Regions from separate parts of the Hordeum vulgare genome. Here region 1 is linked to region 2. The links are chromatin contacts, called in public Hi-C maps. All regions are on one chromosome and are shown on one strand. The core of a region is the stretch at or near the end of the contact, and the rest is flanking DNA. Distances in the headings are between cores, read along the strand shown.

What was found. Hi-C and Micro-C count contacts between places; a contact is called where the count stands out from the background.
Region 1: a contact with region 2 is called in a Hi-C map of seedling, with 1.5 times the contacts expected there. The contact joins the promoter of LOC123449881 here to the enhancer-like site in region 2. A contact is called at or near these places in 2 of 6 Hi-C or Micro-C datasets (leaf and seedling).

Annotation. Positions count from the first base shown.
Region 1 is chr4H:594,966,675-594,971,063 of MorexV3_pseudomolecules_assembly, reverse strand. It overlaps LOC123449881 (transcription factor bHLH57-like), which reads left to right and starts at 3,131. Exons shown (of 4, transcript XM_045127240.1): 1 at 3,131-3,555; 2 at 3,977-4,378. The coding sequence starts at 3,514.
Region 2 is chr4H:594,929,418-594,933,698 of MorexV3_pseudomolecules_assembly, reverse strand. No RefSeq gene overlaps it. Among protein-coding and RNA genes, the nearest start is that of LOC123449881, 36 kb to the left of the region's middle. Within about 2 kb of position 1,783, at least 2 of the 3 cell types and tissues checked have open chromatin away from gene starts, as enhancers often do. A contact at or near this core is called in seedling, where this site is marked.

The DNA.
Region 1 (4,389 bases), core at 1,882-4,381, 36 kb before region 2:
ACAGAAAATACGAAGCGCAAGTGGTCCGGTCCATCGATCCGTCGATGATGTCCATCCATCATGCCTCCGTTGTATGTATGTGCGAGCGCCCACATGCTCTGCCGTGTATATGGACCGGGCAGATGCTACGTACTTTGGCAGCATTCCAAACTAGCACGCTCTATACGTCCGTACGCTAGCGCTTGGAGGCCAAATTGACCGTCTTGCTAGAGTTAAGAAAAAATTGACCCAGATTTGGAAAAAATAAATGATCTTATCCTTTTCGCATCGCCGAAGTTGATGGCACCGGCATTTTTATTAGTATCAAATCCTTGCCTTTAAGGCGAGGTATTGTGAGGAGGTCTTGAGACCCCCTTCTCGGTCCATCCAGTCATTGTGGTGGACATTCAGGTTTGTCGTCGTTATAGAGGAGGTTCTCGCGTGCCTCATCCTCGAATGATGGAAACAAACGCCGTCGATAGCAGGACTTGGTTTGATCCCTCACCTTTTGCTTAAGATTTTGATTGCCTGCAAGGATGTCTATCCATCTTTCGTTGAGTGTGCTCTGATCGATCGTACTTTGGTCTTAATAACCCAATCACGTATGTCACTGGAAACAGCTTCCTCAATGCATCTACCCTTAAACTCGAGAGGTGGCAATCCAAGCTCGTGGGTCAGAGCTCCCAAACACTCGACAAAACATGTTGGTGTACTTATTATGTCCCCTGATCTTATGTACATGACCTATGTGTATTCCTTCACCTACAGTTTGAAAAGGGAGAGGTCAGAAACGAAGTGAACAGAAGTATAAGGTAATCAAAAAATAATATTGTTTTTATGGCCTCGTCAAATCCTAGAGTCACGCCCTACACGCAACACATTACTCTGATACCATATGTCATGACCTACCTTTTTAGGCATACGGTCTTCATGTGTCTTTATACAAACCCCTGGATCGAATCGTCGGCATACACGATAAGAGTGTTGTGTCATGAATCTCTGTAAAGTTTCAGGTCATTTGAAGCAAGTTAATTTTTCTGCCTTTTTATCGGTTTTCCGGTCAAGAATTCCAGTTTCCACATATTTCCCTCTCAGTGATGTACCTTGCATATTCCGAGAGAAAAGACATAAGAGTTGTACGATAATACTAGATAATGAACTTGATCAACAAAAATATCAATAGTAATTCATGATGCAAAATGAGCGTATCAGTCCCCAACTTGGAGATCGGTTCAGGGGGGCTACTTATGGTGTGCGCGACTAGGGGGTGCTCACCACATCGTCTCTAGACTATGAGGGCCAGGTCGAGGACCCCCATGACGGTTCACTAATGGGCCATTTCGGGTAGCGCATGATGTATACGAGGAAGATTCTACAACACTTGGTGATCAAGACAATGACTCTCCCCACTGACGTAGTCGACTATGACTCTTATTATCCTAGGCCTCTCGTGCATCATATAAGTTAAGGTCAGTCGATAGATCATGATGATACATATACATGCATCATAACCCCTAGGTTTTAGCCCACAATCTCTCGATCTCGAGGTAGATAAACTTCGTAATTGATACAACATCAATACAACAAGAGCAAGACGAAGGTTTTACCTCCATCAAGAGGGCCCTCGGTAAAAAGCCGTGCATTCTTTGTCTCATGTTACCTTTGATCCGATCTCACAGCTCAGACCCCCCTACCCGAGATATGTCGGTTTTGATGCCTACAACCACTTCATATGGGGATGAGAACATGTGATCTAGCCTTCAAACATAAAGATAAGTCGTGTTACACCTTACCCTAACCCTAAACCCGAGTATCTGCAGCCCCCACACCACCCCTTCACTCGCCCTGGATAGCCTGGACAAAAAACACCACTCAACCGTACCCCTCAAATCCAACCTAAATGTTCGGGCTGTTAGGCACCGTCATATCTAGTCCTTGTTTGGGGTGTATATGGGTATGTGTGAACACGCGTCCGCCAGGAACGATCCACCAGGTCGGTTCGACTCCAAATTCCTTCAAACTGACCAAGTCAACCGAATCGATCACAACTTCCTCGTTTGCCTCACATTCCCGCCTCCGAGCATCGCCATCCTCCACCATTGCTTTGCGTCTGTGTTGCCATATTTGTGTGTCATCCAAGATGTCGAAGCCCACTATCCCGTCCCCCACCACCATGGACTATGGCTCGACGAATTCCCTGAGGGCCCCAACCGTCGCAAGCAATCTGGGCACGATACCAGGCAACGCGCCCATGAAGGTGCCAAGAAGGAAGCTCCGGAGAAGGGAGGCCGCCAACATGGACTTTGCGGCTACGGTGTCCGCCCTCGCCACAAGAAGGTACCCACCCTCAGCCATACCCTACGTCGTTTCAAACTTGCAATGGTCGGGCATTAGAGGTGCGTGGATGTAGGAGGAAGCGGCCACCATCGAGGACATGGCGTACGACTCACCATAAGGGCATCTTCAATGGTTGTATGATCATCGTTGGTAAAATTGACACATAGATGATTTTGATGACATGACGCATAATAAAAGAAGAGAGAGAATGGAATGGTATGAACTTAAAACAACGGTTCACGCACAAGCTCCGAGGCAAGCATGGTTATTTCTTCCATGTTTAATGAACCCGCTTAGTTATTTTACATGCGATTAACATACACTCCATTGAAGAGCCTGTATGATGTGATGTTGGTTGTTGATGTGAATACTTATATCAACGATTGAACATACAGACTGTTGAAGATGCTCTAACTCCAACAATCGCGGACAACGTTGGAAAACACATGCCCACGTGTGTCATGTGTCTATGTATGAATTGTATAACTTTATTTTGGCATGTGTTGATTGTTGAATCGTGATTTATTTTGGTTTGTTGAATTGCTGATGAATTGGTGTTACATGATCTATGTGCATGTCTTTACATAAAAATAGGGTAAGGGTTTGAATGTGAAAGGCACGGCTGCAAAGAGAGAGCTGGAGGGCGGCCAAGCCAAGGCAGGGGCGCAAAGCGGGCGGACCTGCCGGCGCCCACGGCCCACCCATGGCCTGCCGCTGTCCTCGTGCCGGACAAATCCCCCGCGCCAATCCACGCTCCCTACCTTCTTCCTCCTCAGCCCCCTGCCGCCGCCTGCACCGTCAATAACTCATTCACTTGTTACACTGATCAATCGCTTCAAATTAATCCCTGCCTACTGCCATGGCCTACCAGCTCCATCCATCTCTCTCTCTCACCCCACACATGCAACAAGAGACAACTCCTCCGTCCCCTATCTTAGGTTGTTGGCCTCCCTTGCCATTGCCTTGCCACTGCTGCTGCTACAAGTAGAGTGGGAGGGAGGGGAGACCATATTTATTGCAACAGTAGAGCTGCTCCACTTACACTGGTGAAGAAGGAGGAGGAGCAGCAGCAGCAAGAGAGGAGGAGGAGGAGCCGCTGTTGCTCGGTCGCTCGCTCGCTGCCCCAGGGGCTCATTACTCATTAGCGCAGTTATTGCTAACCCTGTTTGCTGCCTAGACACGCTCCATCTAGCAGTAATGGAGAGGATGCAGCTGCAAGGCCCCATCCTCACTTCCCTGGTAAGCCCCGCACTACTCCTCTTCCCCTTCAATTCGCCCTAGTAATTGAGCGTGCGTGCGCGCGCGCAGCTTCCATTCGAGGTCTCTGCGGCATGGAGAGACCGTCGTATTAAGTGCCACCGCCCGCTTGCTGCGGCATGGCAGCTTCCCTTCCCTTCTCCTGCGTGCGTCTAGTCTAGTTTAGTGCCTCATCTGCTCCTTCCCCAGTGCTGCTCCAATGGCCCTGACCGTTGATGGCTAGCCTAGCCTAGCCTAGCTAGCCCTGCGCGCGCACGCTCGCGCCATTCAATGCCTCCTCGTCGTAGCGTCTCTTTTATGGCGTTGCCGCGGTTGCCTTTTCTTGCTAACGTGTTGCTTTCTTCCCTGTGCTGTTGCCGGTCCTTCTTCTTGGCTCATGGTGGTGGTGGCGGTGATGGATCAGTGCTGGGCGGACCAGGCGGCGGCGAGCGCGAGCGCCGCGCAGGTGCCTTTCCTGGCGCTGCTCCAGGGCGCCATGGGCGACGGTGGACCAGGTGCGAAGCGGGAGTCTTACAGCGGCGGCGCTGGCTTCGCGTGCCGGCCGGCTGCGTCCGACGTCGACCTGCTCGAGAGCTGCGTCACGCAGCTGCCGGCGCCCCCTGCGATCGAGGCGCCCGCGGCGAAGCGGAGGAAGCGGCCGAGGACGCGCCCGCGCGCCGCGCCTCCGCCGGAGAAGCGCAAGAAGCCGGAGGAGGCCGAGTGCCAGCGGATGACCCACATCGCCGTCGAGCGCAACCGCCGCCGCCTCATGAACGACCACCTCGCCTCCCTCCGCTCCCTCATCCCCTCCGACTACATCCCACGAGTAAGCCAAGC
Region 2 (4,281 bases), core at 534-3,033:
CCGAGATGACGCCGTCCGGCCCTACGTTACACGTACATGAACAACGGAATTTCAACAAAAAAAAGAAAAAAAAACGGATACAGGTCCCTACAGGTCCCAATCACCAATTCGGCATCATGTTGTAGCAATGTGATTGGGCCTTGGGCCCCAATGTAGGAAGGGGCAACCACAATAGGAAAGGCTATTTCTCGCCTCTGGCGCTGGCGCTGATTGCGCCGTTGCAAGACATAACATGCTCTTATCGAAAGCAAACTAGTTAGCGAGCACTCTTTCAAAAGTCTTTCACTAATTACTTTTACGCATCATCACTTGGTTCGTTCTCAGCCGTCATCACGTATCGCGTTTTGAATGTTTTCTTCGGATTTCGTTTTTTATTTTTCCGTACGTGTTTTTGGCTTTTTAGATTGTTTTTCCGGGTTTTAAGGTGGTGTTTCAGTTTTTCATCAGTCATTCTTAACTTTTTGACAGAAAAAATATTTCAAAAAATAATTGTGCAAAAAAAGATGTTTTCTATTTTTTTTCACGAGACACACGGTTTTGCTTTTTGAGAGGCTCGGTTTTGCGTTCGCGAAAGGCACGGCCGTGTCACTCGCAAACGAAAAAAACACGTTTTCTGCTCTCTTTTTTCCGACAAACACGATTTTTATTTTGTGAGAGGCACGGTTTTGTGTTCGTGAGAGGCACAGCCATGCCTGTCGGAAATGAAAAAAATACGTTTTTATGCGAGAGGCACGGATTTGCGATTGCGAGAGGCACGACCGTGCCTCTTGGGAACAAAAAAAACGCGTTTTCTGTTTTTTGCGAGAGACACGGTTTTGCTTTCTTGAAAGTCATTATTTTTCTTCTACTAGAGGCACGATCGTGCCTTCGGATCCGAAATAAGGCATTTCTATTTTTTTACGAAAGGCACGGTTTTTTGCTTTCGCAAGAGGCACCATTTTGCCTTCACGAGAGCCACTGCCATGCCTATGGAAAATGGAGAAAAAACATGTTTTTTTCTACCACGAGAGACACGGCTTTTCCGTCTCATTTTTTTAAGTTTGTCAAAACCTCTCAACATGAGATTTAGTTTTAAAGATCTCAATGCGAGGAACCCAACAGTAAAAACGGTTCGAGATTTGGACGCACGGTTTAAGAGATAAAATATTTTGAAAATACGAATATACGAAAAAGGAAAAACTCGCAGATTGCGACAAGTTGCACACATGAAATGCGTCGCTTGTTCTGATCTATGGAGGTGGAAGTGATCTTAAAAAGAAATACTCATCAATTAATAATTTTGGGCCTTGTCTCTGGCGCTGGGACGCCCTCGCCTTTGGTAGGCCAACACGTCTAAGCAGTTTTGGAAACATTTCGTGCATTATTTCTTTTTCTGTTTAATTAGATCATCATCGAAATGGTATTACCCACTGTCTAGCTAACATTGGTTATTCGGGATATAACACCGTCTCTTGATTGCGCGGTGTTTCAAACAGTTTCTCTAGTTTTGTATTAGAGATTGTAGCACTATTTTAGAGGAATAAATTTAATATTCTCGCACACAAAAAAAAGTTTCTACTTACCGAAAGCACCTAATTAAGGGGTGTCCCTTGCAAGAGCCCCGCAAGGATCATTTTAATAAAAAAAACGTTTCTAATCATCCGGCTGATTTCAGCCCAAGCGTAAGCCGCACATGATTCTACGTTTGTTCTCGTGATAGACAGCGTTCCCGCTAGTGAACCTTTGGTGTGTCGACGTGGGACATCTCCTGCTGCCTGTTTATCTCACGCACATGCATGTGCAGCTCGCCCATGCGCCCAGTGGCGGAGGCTGTGCTGGCTGGGCCTTGACCCCTCTATGTTCTCACAAATACACCTATATGTATTTTTATTCCTTTATTTTTTAAGTAAAATTAGTTAGATTTAGGCGATTTGGCACCCTCTAACAATATATGATACTCCCTCCGTCTCAAAATAAATGTCTTAAGCTTAGTACAAATTTGTACTAGGGCTTATATAAAGTTGAGACAGTTATTTTGGGACGGAGGGAGTATGTTTTAACCTCTTTTAGACTCAGTTTCTGGCTCCGCCACTGCATGCGCCTACACTGGTTTTGCTGCTACTCGCCCTCTCGTCTGCCCTGCCCTTCCCTATCATAGACGCCAACCTCGCCATAGCTCCACATTCTCAGTTTTGCATACATTAATCATTTTGAGCAAGCTAGCTCTACGCACATTAGTACTCACCATTATTAACAACAAGAGAAGATGGTGATCAGTTTACAATGCAATTAAGGCCAACAATCCAGCAAGACTTTGAGTGCTTTTTTGGATGATCTTAAGTGTTTGTTGTAACTAAGGTCCGTGCTATAAAGTGATTTTCGTGTTATATAAGTGTTTGGCTCGCCGTGTTATATAAGTGTATTATATTTTTCAATTCATGTTTTGTTATAAACAAAATGGTTATTTGCTGTATAGGAAAGTCAGTAGCGTGGACGCTATAAGGATGTGTGGCGCTACTACATAAAACTGACACTATGAGACTTCTGCTATAAAGTTGGACGTGTGGCGCTGGGTGGCCGATCAATGTTGCTGCAAACTGGACATGCAATCCTATAACTCGCGCCATATTCAACCATCGCTAGCTATTTGGTCCATGCTAGGATGCCTCCAAAGCTAGTGGAAGTTGTACGCGACGATCTGGACAAGTTAGCTATTTAGGTGCGATCACCATTTGCATCATGACTCATGTTGTACTCGCCATTTGCCACATGGTCCATGTTGTGCTCGAGAGGTTTTGCAACTAGACCGGCATTGCATAGAATCATTGCAACACATCATCGTCAATATTGTGCCCATCACGACATATCCCATGTTGCAATCACAACCTCTCTCAAGTTACATCCGCCGCCGCACAAAATCGCCAATGTTGTGGCAATCGCAACATGTCCCATGTTGCAATCACAACCTCTCCCATGTTGCAGCCATCGCCGCACAACATCGTCCATGTTACGGTCACAACATGTCCCATGTTGCAAACACAACCTCTCCCATGTTGCACCCATCGCCGCACAACATCGCCCATGTTGTGGTCGCAACATGTCCCAGGTTGCAAATCATAACCTCAACCATGGCCGCACAACAACACCCATGTTACAATCGCAACCTCTACCATGTTGCAGCCATCGCCGCACAACATCACCCATGTTGCGATCACAACATGTCCCATGTTGCAATCACAACCTCTCCCATGTTGCAGCCATCGCCACACAACACCGCCCATGATGCGGTCGCAACACCACCGACTTTCAAGCCGACACAATATGTCCCACGTTGCAATCGCAACATCTCCCAAGTTGGAGGTGTCGTGGAAACAACATCGCACAAGTTGCAGCCCCAACACATCGACAACCATGCTGGTGGTGGTGACGTTGTGAATTGGGGCGGCCTCATGTTGCATAACAACACAGATGCCCTTGCAGGAACACGTTGTCCTTGGGCTTCGTCTTGGAGCATCACGAGACACTTTCGGAGACACCTTGTATCAATTGGTGCTCTCTTGCAGCACCCAACGAAGCTACACCACTCATGGTGTTGTGGTCGAACAGTCAAACATTTACAAGTTGGATATGTGACGCTGCAAGCTCAATCGCTCGCCGCTGATGTTTTTGTTGCGGCAAAGTTGTATCACCATGTCACAAAGCCAACCACGATAGTACAAAACTTATTGCCGCTACGATAGTAATCGTTTCCCGACATTTTTTAATTGTTGTGATAGTTTAAAAAAATACTTGATAGGCTAATCTAACGTTGCATGTCCCCACAAAAAATAAAAATAAAAAAATCTAACCTCGCATGTGAAATAGCTATGGCACACTTGTGCTTTGTTTGTTGCTAGCTTAGATAAAAAAACTTATGTATGGAAGCAAACTATAGTGGCTAATCGGTTCATGGGAGCACGTGAATGGCATAGGCTTGGACCGATTCGGTAGAAAAATAAGGGAAAAAGTCCAAAAAAACCTTGAACTGGTAGACGGTGGCGAGATCGCACCCCGAAGTGGTAATCCCTGAAGTTTGCACTCTCAAGTCAGTAATCCCGGTCTAAAAATAACCTTGACAGCGTTTTAGGCTAAAATCGCTGACGTGGCAATGGTCAACCGGGATTGACCTGAAATGTGGGCCAGACAGGGGTAGTGATGACCCGTGCGGGCGCATCTGTTCGAACAGATTTGGGGGAAATTGGGAGCTAGGGTTCATCCTACAGGGAGAGCCCATGCGGCGCGCAGAGCACGGTGACGGCGGCG